Regions from separate parts of the Oryctolagus cuniculus genome. Here region 2 is linked to region 1. A link is a contact called in public Micro-C data. All regions are on one chromosome and are shown on one strand. The core of a region is the stretch at or near the end of the contact, and the rest is flanking DNA. Distances in the headings are between cores, read along the strand shown. Region 1 holds the start of KLF4 (KLF transcription factor 4). Region 2 overlaps LOC127490509 (a long non-coding RNA gene).

The links. A called contact is a pair of places that touch in the nucleus more often than the background predicts.
Region 2: a Micro-C map of ear pinna shows a contact between it and region 1, with 5 times the contacts expected there. The contact joins the enhancer-like site here to the promoter of KLF4 in region 1. A contact is called at or near these places in 6 of 6 Hi-C or Micro-C datasets (ear pinna, embryonic fibroblasts, liver and 3 more).

The regions. Positions count from the first base shown.
Region 1 is chr1:211,195,529-211,201,716 of mOryCun1.1, reverse strand. It overlaps KLF4 (KLF transcription factor 4), which reads left to right and starts at 1,751. Exons shown (of 5, transcript XM_051855992.2): 1 at 1,751-2,357; 2 at 2,465-2,585; 3 at 3,200-4,190; 4 at 4,290-4,454; 5 at 5,371-6,188. The coding sequence starts at 2,353. The coding sequence ends at 5,546.
Region 2 is chr1:212,226,667-212,233,113 of mOryCun1.1, reverse strand. The region is part of intron 3 of LOC127490509 (a long non-coding RNA gene); the gene reads left to right. Among named protein-coding and RNA genes, the nearest start is that of ACTL7B, 330 kb to the left of the region's middle. Within about 2 kb of position 3,448, at least 1 of the 8 cell types and tissues checked has an H3K27ac peak or open chromatin away from gene starts, as enhancers often do. A contact at or near this core is called in ear pinna, where this site is marked.

The DNA of each region.
Region 1 (6,188 bases), core at 502-3,001:
CGTGCCACCGTAGGCCTGGCCCGGGGGTTTCCCGTCCAAACCCGGCGAGAGGATGCAAGTCAAAGTTAAAGGCGCCCAGCGCCCTGGCTCCGAACGGGCGTCCTGGCGCTGGCAGACTGAGGCCAGTCGATTCATTCGGGGCGCGCTGCATTCCACGAATGCTTCTGTGGTCGGCGAGGAGTGGAAAAATCAGGGCTAACAAATACGCCGAGGAAACCTAATAGGTACCAGAGTCGCGCGATTCAAACAAACAGGTGACAACGACAAAAAAGTATGAGGCCACCGGAGCTTCAGGAGGGCGGACACGCGGCTCCGGGGCGCAAACAGCGACCCCTTCGCCCAGCCCCCTCCCCCGGCGGGGAGCGCGGCGTGGACCGGCCCGGGGGCTCGGCGGAGGGGTGGGCGGAGCCGGCCCCGCGCGCCGCGGTCCAAAGTAAACAGCTCGCAAGCCTACGTTTAGCGAGTGATACCGAACACCACGCTCACGTTTAAAAAAAAAAAAAAAAAAGAAGAAGACTGTTTGCAGAGATGAGGGCGAAAACATTTCCCGGCTGGAAAATTACTGATCACACACTCGGGGGAACGGGGGTGGGGAGGCGGCCGGATCCGACCGCGGGAACGATCGCCGCTTCCCCGCCACTCCGCGGCGGGCACGCACGGCTCGTCCCGGGGCCGGCGCACGCCTCCCGGGAGCCAGGTCCCCCAGCGGCGGCCGCTTTCCCCATGGCTGAGTCCCCTTCGCCCATTTCGGGTGGGCTCGACCTGCCCGGAGCCCGAGCCGAAGAGCGCAGATGTGGCTCGTGACCTTTGCCTCGCCATGTCACCTCTCTATGACTCAGTTTTCTCATCCTTAAAGTGGGCAGCAGAGTGCGTGGCTTGTCGAGTGCTTCGAGACGCCTGGCGAGAAGGTGTCTCCGCGTTCACAGCCCCCATCCCTCACTCCCATCCCCAAATCTCTAGCCCTTTCACTCTTTTTCCGCCTCCGGGAACGATGCACGCCGTAACTCCGGCCCCCCATTCCAGTCTCTTTTCACCGGTATTCCAAGCGCAAGCCTCTGCTCCGGCCTTCTGGGGCTCCCAGTCCCCGGCCACACGGCGCAGGGCACCCGCCGCCCCTCCAAGCGCGTCCCCACCCCACCCCCACCCGGCAGGAGGCGGCGCGCGGACCGTGAGCTGCCAGGCCCAAGCCAGCACCGGCGCGCTGCGGGCCGGGCGCCCAGCTCCTGCGTGCGTAGGGGCGAGAGGGAGGGCTGGGATGAGTCACGCGGATAATCGCGCTCTTCTGAGCGCGCAGACAGCGCGGCGAGCGCCGACCCGACCTGGGGTGGGGGCGCCCCCTGCCTCCCTCCCCTCCACCAGCCTCCGCCAGCGCGCGCCTCGAACTCAGCAGCCCGACTAGGGCGGCGCGGAGGGTCCCAGTCTCGCAACGACCGGACCTGCGCCGCGGTCCCAGCGCCCCGCGCCGGGTCGACGCCGCCACCGCCGCCGGCGTCAGCGCGGCTCCAGCCCGCCAGCTGCCGGGCTGGCGTCACGGCCCGGCCCGGCCCCGCCCGCGCCCCTCCCTCGCCCCCGCCCCCACGTGCGCCGAGTTTGTTTATTTAGCTGCCATGGCAACGCGCGGGGGGGCGGGGAGAAGAAAGGGAGGGGCGGGGCCTGACGACGGAGCCTGGCGCGCGGCGGGGAGGAGGCGGGGAGGTGGTAGCCGAGGAGTTATAAGTAAGACGCGCGCGGCGGCCGCCGGCAGTTCCCCGGCCCGGGAGAGCGAGCGCGGCTGCGGGCGCGCGGGGAGCAGAGGCGGTGGCGGGCGGCGGCGGCACCGGGAGCCGCCGAGTCGCCCCTCCCCGCCCCTCCGGCCCCCCACCCACCCACCCGCCCGCGGCCCGCGCCCATGGCCGCGCGCGCCCGGTGCAGCCCCCAGGACTCCGCGCCCTGCGCCGCCGCCCAGCCCGCAGCTCCGCGCCACCGCGGCCATTCTCACCTGGCGGCGCCGCCCGCCCACCGCCCCGGCCACAGCCCCTGCGCCCACGGCGACAGCCGCAGCGACAGCGGCGGGGGACGCTGCTGAGTCGACGAGAGGGCAGCCTGGCCACCGGACCTACGTACTCGCCTTGCTGATGGTCTATTTTTATATAAGAGTTTACAACTTTTCTAAGAACTTTTGTATACAAAGGAACTTTTTTTAAAAAGAAACGTCTTCAATTTATATTTAATCGGAAGAAGAAGCATCTCGGGCAATTCGGGGTTTTTGGTTTTAGCTTCGTTTCTAAGGTTTACCCCCACCCTTCGCTGGCTTTGGGTTTCGGGTACCCTCACTGCTTCGGGCTCCCGAGGACCGTCTGGGCCCCCACATTAATGAGGTAAGAGGCGCGGGACGCTGGGGGCAGGGAGGGGTGAGGGCCGGTGGGCCGCCAGCCGCGAGTGGCCCCTGACTCCTGCCTCCGTGGGCGCCCCGCCCGGCCCGCAGGCAGCCACCTGGCGAGTCTGACATGGCTGTCAGCGACGCGCTACTCCCGTCCTTCTCCACGTTCGCGTCTGGCCCAGCGGGAAGGGAGAAGACACTGCGTCCGGCAGGTGCCCCGAATAACGTGAGTGCCGCCGCGAGCCGACCGCAGCGCCCGGGCTGGGGGCGGGCGGAGCCCTGGGGTCACCTAGAGCCACCGGGCGAGGGGAAGGAGTGGCCACCACGCACCGACTGCGCTGCGATGCCGGGATGGCTTCAGCGCCCTTGGCCGGGGTGTCTGTGCGTGTGGTCCCGGCACCGCGGAGCCGCCAGGGGCGCACGGCGGGCCCTCACATGTCCCAGGGCGCGCAGGCGGTAGGGTGGGCGCGCGCGCGAGGTGGCTGAGTCCCTAGACGCCGGCTGAGCGAGCCCGAAGGAGCTCAGAGCGTGGGCGGCCCCGTGGCGAAGGCGCATAGGGAGAGCCTCGGTGTCCTAGTTCTGGGGGTGGCGGGAGAGTCCCTGGGATCGGGCGCTCGCTCGCTCTCGCTCGATCGGACAGACACATACCCCGTCCCCCGACCCAGGTGTGGGCTGGGGTTGCAGCGCTGGCACCCGGAGTCCCCGGGGAGCCCTATCTACGCCTGCCCAGTACCGGGGCCTGGGCGGCGCTGGTGCGCTTGGGGCACCAGAGCGTCAGGACCGTGGGTGACAAGAGGGGACCGCCACTGACGAGCTCTCCTCCCCTCCCCGTCCCCACAGCGCTGGCGGGAGGAGCTCTCCCACATGAAGCGACTCCCCCCGGTGCTTCCCGGCCGCCCCTACGACCTGGCGGCGGCGACTGTGGCCACAGACCTGGAGAGCGGCGGAGCCGGCGCGGCTTGCGGCGGTAGCAACCCGGCACTCCTGCCCCGGAGGGAGACCGAGGAGTTCAACGACCTCCTGGACCTAGATTTTATTCTGTCCAACTCGCTGTCCCATCAGGAGTCGGTGGCCGCCACCGTGTCCTCGTCGGCGTCTGCCTCTTCCTCGTCCTCCCCGTCGAACAGCGGCCCTGCCAGCGCGCCCTCCACCTGCAGCTTCAGCTACCCGATCCGCGCCGGCGGCGACCCGGGCGTGGCGCCGGGCGGCGCGGGCGGCGGCCTGCTCTATGGCCGGGAGTCTGCGCCCCCTCCCACGGCTCCCTTCAACCTGGCGGACATCAACGACGTGAGCCCGACCGGCGGCTTCGTGGCCGAGCTCCTGCGGCCCGAATTGGACCCGGTGTACATCCCGCCGCAGCAGCCGCAGCCGCCAGGTGGCGGGCTGATGGGCAAGTTCGTGTTGAAGGCGTCGCTGAGCGCGCCCGGCAGCGAGTACGGCAGCCCGTCGGTCATCAGTGTTAGCAAAGGCAGCCCCGACGGCAGCCACCCGGTGGTGGTGGCGCCCTTCAGCGGCGGGCCGCCGCGCCTGTGCCCCAAGATCAAGCAGGAGGCTGTCTCCTCGTGCACCGTCGGTCGGCCCCTGGAGGCGCACTTGGGCGCCGGACCCCCTCTCAGCAACGGCCACCGGCCGACCGCACACGACTTCCCCCTGGGGCGGCAGCTCCCCAGCAGGACTACCCCGACCCTGGGTCCCGAGGAACTGCTGAGCAGCAGGGACTGTCACCCTGCCCTGTCGCTTCCCCCGGGCTTCCATCCCCACCCCGGGCCCAACTACCCGCCCTTCCTGCCGGAGCAGATGCAGCCGCAGGTGCCGCCGCTCCATTACCAAGGTCAGTGTCGGGGCTGGGGAGCCGCGCGCGCGGGCGCGTGTGCCGGCCCTCCGGGGCGCACGGGACGGTGCTGACCCCGCCTTCTTCACCTTCCCCCAGAGCTCATGCCACCGGGTTCCTGCTTGCCGGAGGAGCCCAAGCCAAAGAGAGGCAGGAGGTCGTGGCCGCGGAAAAGGACAGCCACCCACACTTGCGATTACGCGGGCTGCGGCAAAACCTACACAAAGAGTTCTCATCTCAAGGCCCACCTGCGGACCCACACAGGTAGGGGGGCGGAAGACGCGGAAAATCCTCTTAAAAGTGTCCTCGTCGTCCTGACTGGGTCCGATGGCCAACCTCCGACACTTTTATTAGGGCTCCCTGGGCGGCCAGCCCAGCCTGCCTCCTTTCCCCGCAGTCCAGGGAGAGCAGAGCAGACTGGCGCCTACTTTTTTGCCCAGGAGCCCTGTGCTGAGGGATGGTATCTGTATTTGAATGTGCAATTTTGTTAGGCTTTTAAAAGGCTGGGAGAGTCTAAAGGCAGTATGTGGGCCGGTGTTAGCTCCCGCAAAGCCTTGCCCTTGTAATCAAGAAATTATACTTTGTGAAAGCGCGGTGGCTTCTTTTAAATCAGTTTTCAAATCTCGCATGTAGCTTTTGGGGATTCACCCTTCCTTTATGCTGTTTAGTTCTACTCTTGGTCACGATTAAATAATTAATTCCAAGACCTCAGTAATGTTTGTCATTGCTGGGAGCTTCTGCGAGCTTCTGCTTTAAGATGGTCCCTTAATCTCCAAGTCCATACATGAGGTCTTTCAGCCTTTATGAAAAGGACAGGGGGAAAAAACAAAGCCACCTGTGGCCTTTCAGATAAGATCTCACACCGTTGGGTTTGGGCAGGAGACATCACCAATCATTTTCCAAATTTCATTTCCACCACTGATAATCTTGGCTCAAAAAAAAAAAAAATGAAAGCATTAGCCATTGGAGAACACAAGAGCAAATGCATAAGACGCGGTGTATTATTGCTGCTTATGACCAGAAATTGGACACGGCCTTCCAGTGGCATAGCGACCCAAGTTCCTGGATGCTTTTCCGAGTGGGGGGCAGGTGGGGAGATGGTTTCCTATCGGGCCTCCGGTTTTGAAAAGGGCCTGGGTTAAAGCAGCGGCCCCAGTGGCATTCTCCTTTCTCTCTCCAGGTGAGAAGCCCTACCACTGTGACTGGGACGGCTGTGGGTGGAAGTTTGCCCGCTCCGACGAACTGACCAGGCACTACCGCAAACACACCGGGCACCGCCCGTTCCAGTGCCAGAAGTGCGACCGGGCCTTCTCCAGGTCGGACCACCTCGCCTTACACATGAAGAGGCACTTTTAAACCCCACACGGTGGACAGGACCCACACTGCCAGAAGCGAGTTCAGTATTTGTCGCCTTTCACACTGTCTTCCCGAGGAGGGGGGAGCGCAGCCGGAAAGCACTACAGTCATGGTCAAGTTCCCCGCGAGTCAGCTTGTGAGCGGATAATCAGGAGGAAAGAGGAATCCAGAAGACAAAAATCAAAGGACATTTCGGGTCTGTGACTGGATCTTCTACCATTCCAATTCCAAATCCAACTTGAATATTCCTGGACTTAACGAGGAACACCCAGGGGGGTGACTGGAAGTTGTGGATATCAGGGTATCGATTAGATCCATGAGTTGGGGGGGGTGGGGAGGGAAGACCAGAATTCCCTTGAATTGTGTTTTGATGCAATATAAGTATAAAGATCACCTTGTATTCTATTTGCCTTCTAAAAGCCATTATTACCATGTTAGAAGAGGGAAGAAATTCAGGTACAGAAAACGTGTGTTCATAGCCTAAACGATGGTGCTTGGTGAGTGTTGGTTGTAAAGGTACCAAACGAGGAAGCCAAAGTTCTCGAACTGCTGCATACTTTGACAAGGAAAATCTATTTTTGTCTTCCGATCTACATGTATGACCTAAGTCAGGTAAATAGACCTGGTTTAACTTTAACATTT
Region 2 (6,447 bases), core at 2,199-4,698, 1.0 Mb before region 1:
GTAATACTCACAAGGTAAATAATCCAAAAATTTTGAAGGTCATTGGTCTAATATCTAGTTCGTGGACAGCATGAATCATATTTTAGTAAAAGTTGATTGAATAGTCATAAGCTTATATTTGACTGAAATGGGGATAAATGAGATAGAAACAAGATCCTAAAGGTAGGAAGAGTGGAAACATTTCAGGAGCCCTGAAGCCCTAGGTTCAGATTATCTGTTACTCATCTTTCTAAGCTAGGGTTAGCAAATTCTTCTGTAAAGAGCCTGAGAGTAAATATTCACCTTTGCAAACTATGCAGTTTCTGAAGCTACTCAATTGTTCTATGGCCAAAGTAAATAGGTAAGTGAGCATGACTGTGTTCCAATAACGTTTTATTGACAGAAGCAGACCACCATCTGTTTGGCTTAGTGGCCATACTGTGCTAACTCCAGTATTAGATGGTAATTCCTAGCTGATGCAATCATTGGATTACATGAACTACCTTGTAACATGCCTAGCCCATAGCTCATGATTAGTTATTTATTAAATAAATGGTCAAAAATTTTGACTATAATTACTCCTGATATGGGGACTTATAACAAAAGAGATGTTTGAATTGAGTTATTAGCCATAAGTCTGTTAGATAGGAAAGAGAGGAAGCAGAAAGGACCAGAGAGGGAACAATCAAGGAAAATACCTATACAAAGGCCCGATGGGTTGAGTGGACTCTGGAAAGTGCTGCAGAATTCCCTGGATGATGGTAGAAGTAGCCAGGGATAAAAGGTAAACCCTCTCTACCTGAACAGTGATATGGAGACAATAAAAGCCTCCTTTCCTGGAGTGAGAGTGAGAGAAATGGTATGTCAAACACCTGTTTCTTGGCAGGCCCACCTTGACCTCTGTCATCTTTCTCTGACCTGCTGGGCTACATCTCTGGATCCTGCCCTCCACCTACTGTCTGTTGCTAGGATGACTGGTGGCTCTGCTTCATGGGACTGGATTTCCTTCCTGTCCATGCATTTAGGGAAACTTGCTCCCCATTTTGAGTTTTCACCTTCTTTAGGAAATTTCCTGTCTTTCCTGACTGGATAAAATCCAGTGGTCCCTTGACATCTGAAGTCCAGAAGCCACAGGGTTTCTTGGCCAGGCTTTCTTAAGGTGCCATCTGTGGAGCACCTGGAATGGAATTTTCTGGGAGGCTTGTTAACATTGGAAGTTCCCCAGGCTCTATCCAGAGCTCCAGAGTCCAGATCTTTGCTCTGGGGCCTGTTTTAAACTAGCTTCCTGGGTAATCCTCACACAGGCCAGAGTCAGAGGCCTGCTGCTGTTCTGACTAAAGCATTAACAATATTTCCAAGCACTCCTTTGTGTCTTTGTAGCCAGGCTCTTAGTTCTTTAAAACCAGCATCAGAAATGAAAAACAGAAAATTGTGCCCACTGCCATCTTGCTTGGTTTTCACCTGAGAAAGTCACTGATGTTTTTAAAGGAATAGATGTATTGCTGTGTCGTTGTCAGAATGGCAGACTCCTCCAAGCTGCTCTTATGCAGCCGTCCGGGGACAGAACCTACACACAGTGTGCCCCTGGTTAGAAAGTTCCCATGAAGCTTCTCTTTCTACAACTTCCTGATTGACTTTTCTTCCTGGGCTGGAGCCTGATCCTTGTGTTCCCTAGGTTAGAAACTCCATAGCAGGTCAGAATCCTCCACAGCTGCTCTCCCCATAGTAACTGAGTTAGGGAGACTCAAATGGCCCCGTCTCAGGGACTCAGGTTTTGTGACCTTTCAACCAACCTGGTGTGTGGAGGACTTTCCTTGGTGGGTGATGAATTGTGTTCGTTACATGAAAAAGTCAACACCACCCAGGTGAAAGGTCATTCTATCATCTCCATGATTCCTAGGACTCAGGATCAGACATGTAATCCATGAGTTACTATTGATTGTCTATATACCTTGCAAGGGTACTTCAAAAAACGTATAAAAGGATAAAATTAAAAGATAAATTTGGATTCTTTTTTAAATAAAGAAGTTCCATTATTTATTTGAAAAGCAAAGTAACAGAGAAAGAGAGAGAAAGAGCTTATAATTCCATTTGCATCCCCAAATGGTCATAATGGCCAGGGGTGGGGCCAGGCCAAAACCAGGGTATCAGGGACCCAAGTACTTGTACCATTATCCATTGCTTTCCCAGTTGCATTGTCAGGGAGTTGGACCCAAAGTGGAGCAGCTGGGACTCAAACTGGCACTTTGACATGGGATTCTGGTGTTGTAGGTAGCGGCTTAACCACTATACCACAATGCTGGTGTCAAAAGATAAGTTTATTTGAATGCAATAAATGTTTGAAATTCATGCATGTCCTTTTTATAATATGAATTTCCTCAAACTTTTTGAGTACTTATTGAGAATATGTGTATATTTTTAAAAACTAAAACTGTATTATTTATTTTTATTTTATTTGTAAAGGGGGTTTGGAGAAAGATCCTCCATCACTGGCTCACTCCCCACATGCCAGCAACCAGTCAGGGTAGGGCTGGGCCAAAACTAGGAGCCAAGAACTCAATCCAGGCTTCTCAGCAGTAGGGATGTAAAATTGGAAGCAGAGCCAGGACTCAATGGATGTTTGCAACCAATTTGCACATTAGAGATGTCATTAATATAAAAATTTGCTGGCAATGTGGAGGGCTGAATTATTCTCTCCATCTTCCAAATGAGTAAAATGAAGCATGAGGAATGGAATCACATGTCTAAAGTCACGTGACTGGCACAGTGCTGATCCGGGCTCACATGCAGATTTCTGAATCTGATTCTCAGTTTTGGTGTGGGTCCACTTCCACCTTGGACTCTCTGTCCAAATAAACCTAAGAACTTGTAGATACCAGGGGAGGAGAAATCATGCAACACTTTGCAATGAAAGAGCGAATAATGATTCATCTTGGTGTTTTGGCATCGTGTGGAAATCTGCTACAGCTGGTACACAATGCATCTTAAGGATACACCTCCCAGAAAGGGCACAGCCACCACTAGATGGCAGTATATGAACATTAACAGGGTAAATGGCGCCTGCTTTTGATTTTGAAGAATGCCCTGGGATTGCCATGGTGAAAACCTTGGCAAGGACATCCCACTGAAACTAACCTTCCAAGAACAATGAATTTGGAGATCTGTTGTAACTTTGGGCTCCAGCCCAAGGAGGCATGGCCATGCTTTGGTTCAATGAGAAGCTGGACAGTCGTTCTCAATTCCACCTGTGTGTAAGGATCACCTGCTATTCTGATTCACTTGGTTCAGAGTGAGACCCAGCTGTCTATGTTTTTTTTTTTATCATTCTGTTCTGTGCTCCCTGTGTTGCTAATCTATGCTAGATGGAGACTGCCTGTCCTTCATTGCAAGAACTCACTGCAAAGCAGTTCAAGGTGGCCTCCTGAGGACATTCCAGGCAGTGAGTAGGCTACTAAGGCTGCAGAAATAGATAAGAGATTAAGCTATGGGGTCTATTCTCAGCCACAGTCCCAAGGGAGCTGAGATCTGAAATCCTAAACAGGATCCAAGTGTGTTGTGACATGTTCATACAGCCCAGTGCCTGCTCTGCCCTGTATGGCCTTGAGTAAGTCACTTTCCTGCTCTAAGAAATTCTTTCCCTTGGCCTGGCATTAGCCCAGTCCTTCAGTTAGGATGGAGGACTACTGTATCCATGAAGTCGGATACTTCCCATTTGCCAATGACAGCATTTTAAAGCACTGCAGAGCAAGTTAGTTGTGGATGTTAGAGCCTTTAAAAACACCCACAAATTCCACATGCTTGAGTTCCAGGTATGTGCTCCAGAGCAGCAGTGGTTGGGGATAGCAAACCACAAAGAACCCCCATTTCTGCCCCCATCTCTGTGTCCCAGCTTTAACACACTGTTGGAATTTCCCCATACACTAGGAAGACCTCCAGGTGGTTGCATCATGGCCTCTCCCTTTCATGGGGGAAATGGGGTTGATGATGCACATTCAGGACCTGGGAAGAAGCAACAGGGCTAGCCTGTGAGTCCTGATCTGTGGCGTATGCTTAGGAAAGACTTGAAGAGCACAGACCAGATCTTACTCATCTTAACTCATTTTAATATCTGGCACAGGGCCTCATGCAGAGTAGGTGTGAGCAAATGTTTGTTGAATTAAGGTTTCTGTAGCTTGAAGTATTTAACTATGTCAAACCAACATTAAAGATCCAGAAATCTGCAACAGAAATAGCTTTGTTGCTATTTGTGTCTTATTGACACAGAAATTTATGAAATAGATCATGTTTCCCTCTTTGCACTTGTTGCCAGGTAGCTCTGATAAATTAGTGAGCAGACCACCTGTAGGAAATCACTAAGAAAGATCCTACCTTACACAGATGTGATTATACAAAGGCTAATTTCATTTTTCCCCTCAAGATTGATGTTTATTATGCTGAATTATTATTTCAAATTATCTCAAATTGTCTTTGGAACAAGGCATGGGCAACATTAAATCTAGGCAATGTCTGAGATGATTCTAACGTAAAATATTTATTATGTGAATGAATGGCATTTTTATATAAATTGTAAGATTGAATTCAATGCTTAAATCAACCTAGCAGTCAACTGGAAGGTCACAAACTGTCAAAACAAATAGGGTAGGTTGGAAGATTATCTTGGGACACAGACCCAGAAAATCAGAACGGCATGCCCGAAATCACAAAAATTCAGTGGCTCTAAAATAACCCTATTTCTTTTTTTCTCTCACACAGATTTACTTAACTGTGCTTTCCCTGTCTTTGAAAACACATCTTTTAATCTGAGAGAGATAACTACTTACAAATAGCATTCAAAAAATGAAATATAAAAAGAGACATAGTCATCCAGTTATCTCCAGGTAAAACAGTATGAAATAAGATAGTCGTGTCACCTTTGTTGGATGGAATTGATCATTTTGATAGTTCAGTTTATTATTTTTCCTTATAACCACATCAGTGACAGCTCATTCGCCAACCCATGTTGTGTTTCCTTTGTAAAATTCCCAAGGAAAAAAAGTTAGGGAATGCTGGTAGCCCCGTTCGGCATGCAGTCCACAGCCTCCTGGGAGGCTGGGAAGGGCTAGTTTCTCTGACAGTGTTTATCCTGGACTGAAGCCAGCTGGCCCATGGGCTTGACGAATGAGCCGCTTGGTCCTTTCAAACATCTTCATTCTAAAATGTGGTCAAGGGCGAATGGAGGCAGCTGGACTGTGATGGCAATTTCTCTTCCATGCATGTATTCCATGTTCCTGTGCATAGCAAAAGAAGGCATGATCCCAGGTTGCAGCCTCCTCTGTGTACTTCTCCAGCATTTTCCTAACCACTGCCCTTACACGCTACCATTTTTACTACTCTGTATCCACAGTGGGAGTCTCTGGCCAGCATGTGACCTTTAGATTGAAGACTCTGTAATCAAAAGAGGTCCTTATTCATTATCCTTTGTGCATTTTAATAGGCATGGGTTGATGCATATGATTTGCTCTAGAGCCAAATTCACAACCACTTCTGGTCAATCAATTTTTGTGGTATTCTGTCAATTGCAGGCTCTTATTACCAAGACACATTAGTTTTAAGATAATTATGTCCTGAAATTTTCTTTTTTTTTAATTCCATAAATGAACCACAGACCCTTTATTACTGCACATGGCTATAGCAAATGTGTTACCTCCATGCCTTTCTTTCTATTTCCCCCTCTAGCTAGCATACCTTTTCCTTTTAACAAGACTGAGAACTTGAGCTAAAATGACATAATGTCCACGAAAGCTCCAAGAAGTAATTTATTGCCCTCCTTCCTGGGCTCTCTCTGAGGACCCACAGCAACATGCTATTACCATTATGGTGCTGTGTGTCTGCTAGTCCCAGTGGGCTGGGAGCTTACCCAAGGACAAGGTTCTAGTAGGTGCTCAAATCCACTCATCCCATGGTTGAATCATTGCGGTTGCTGCTGTTGCCTTACTCAGATTTCTTGCCATACTTATGAGGAGCGGACTCTGCAGAAATCCTGGCCAGCAAGAAATCTGATGTGCTAGTCAGAGCAGCTCACCTGTTGGCTCACTAGTGTGAATGTGATGTGATGATCACACAGCCCAAAGGTCTGGGCATTGTTCACAGGTACAGAGGTGTCTTCTGAGTCATGGCTGGCCAGCTATTGCCCAAGTCTCAGTCTGAGGATGGAGGAGACCCAATTCTTGCATTCAATTTCTTCTGAAGACTTTAGCTGCTGGCTTTGACTCCTGGCCTTAGTCTTCTGCAGAGTTTCTGGGTTTGTTGGTCTTTTTCTCCTTTTGAGATAGAATTGCTAAAATAAATATCCATGGGAGAGGAGAGTTTGTTTTCTCAGAGTCTTATTTAATCTGGGATGAGACTGAATTTTCAGGTGCAGCTCAGGTCTGCTGGGTAAAGCCCAGCTCTTTCTCTGGTTAGCAGTGTTGTAGATGCATAACTTGTCAC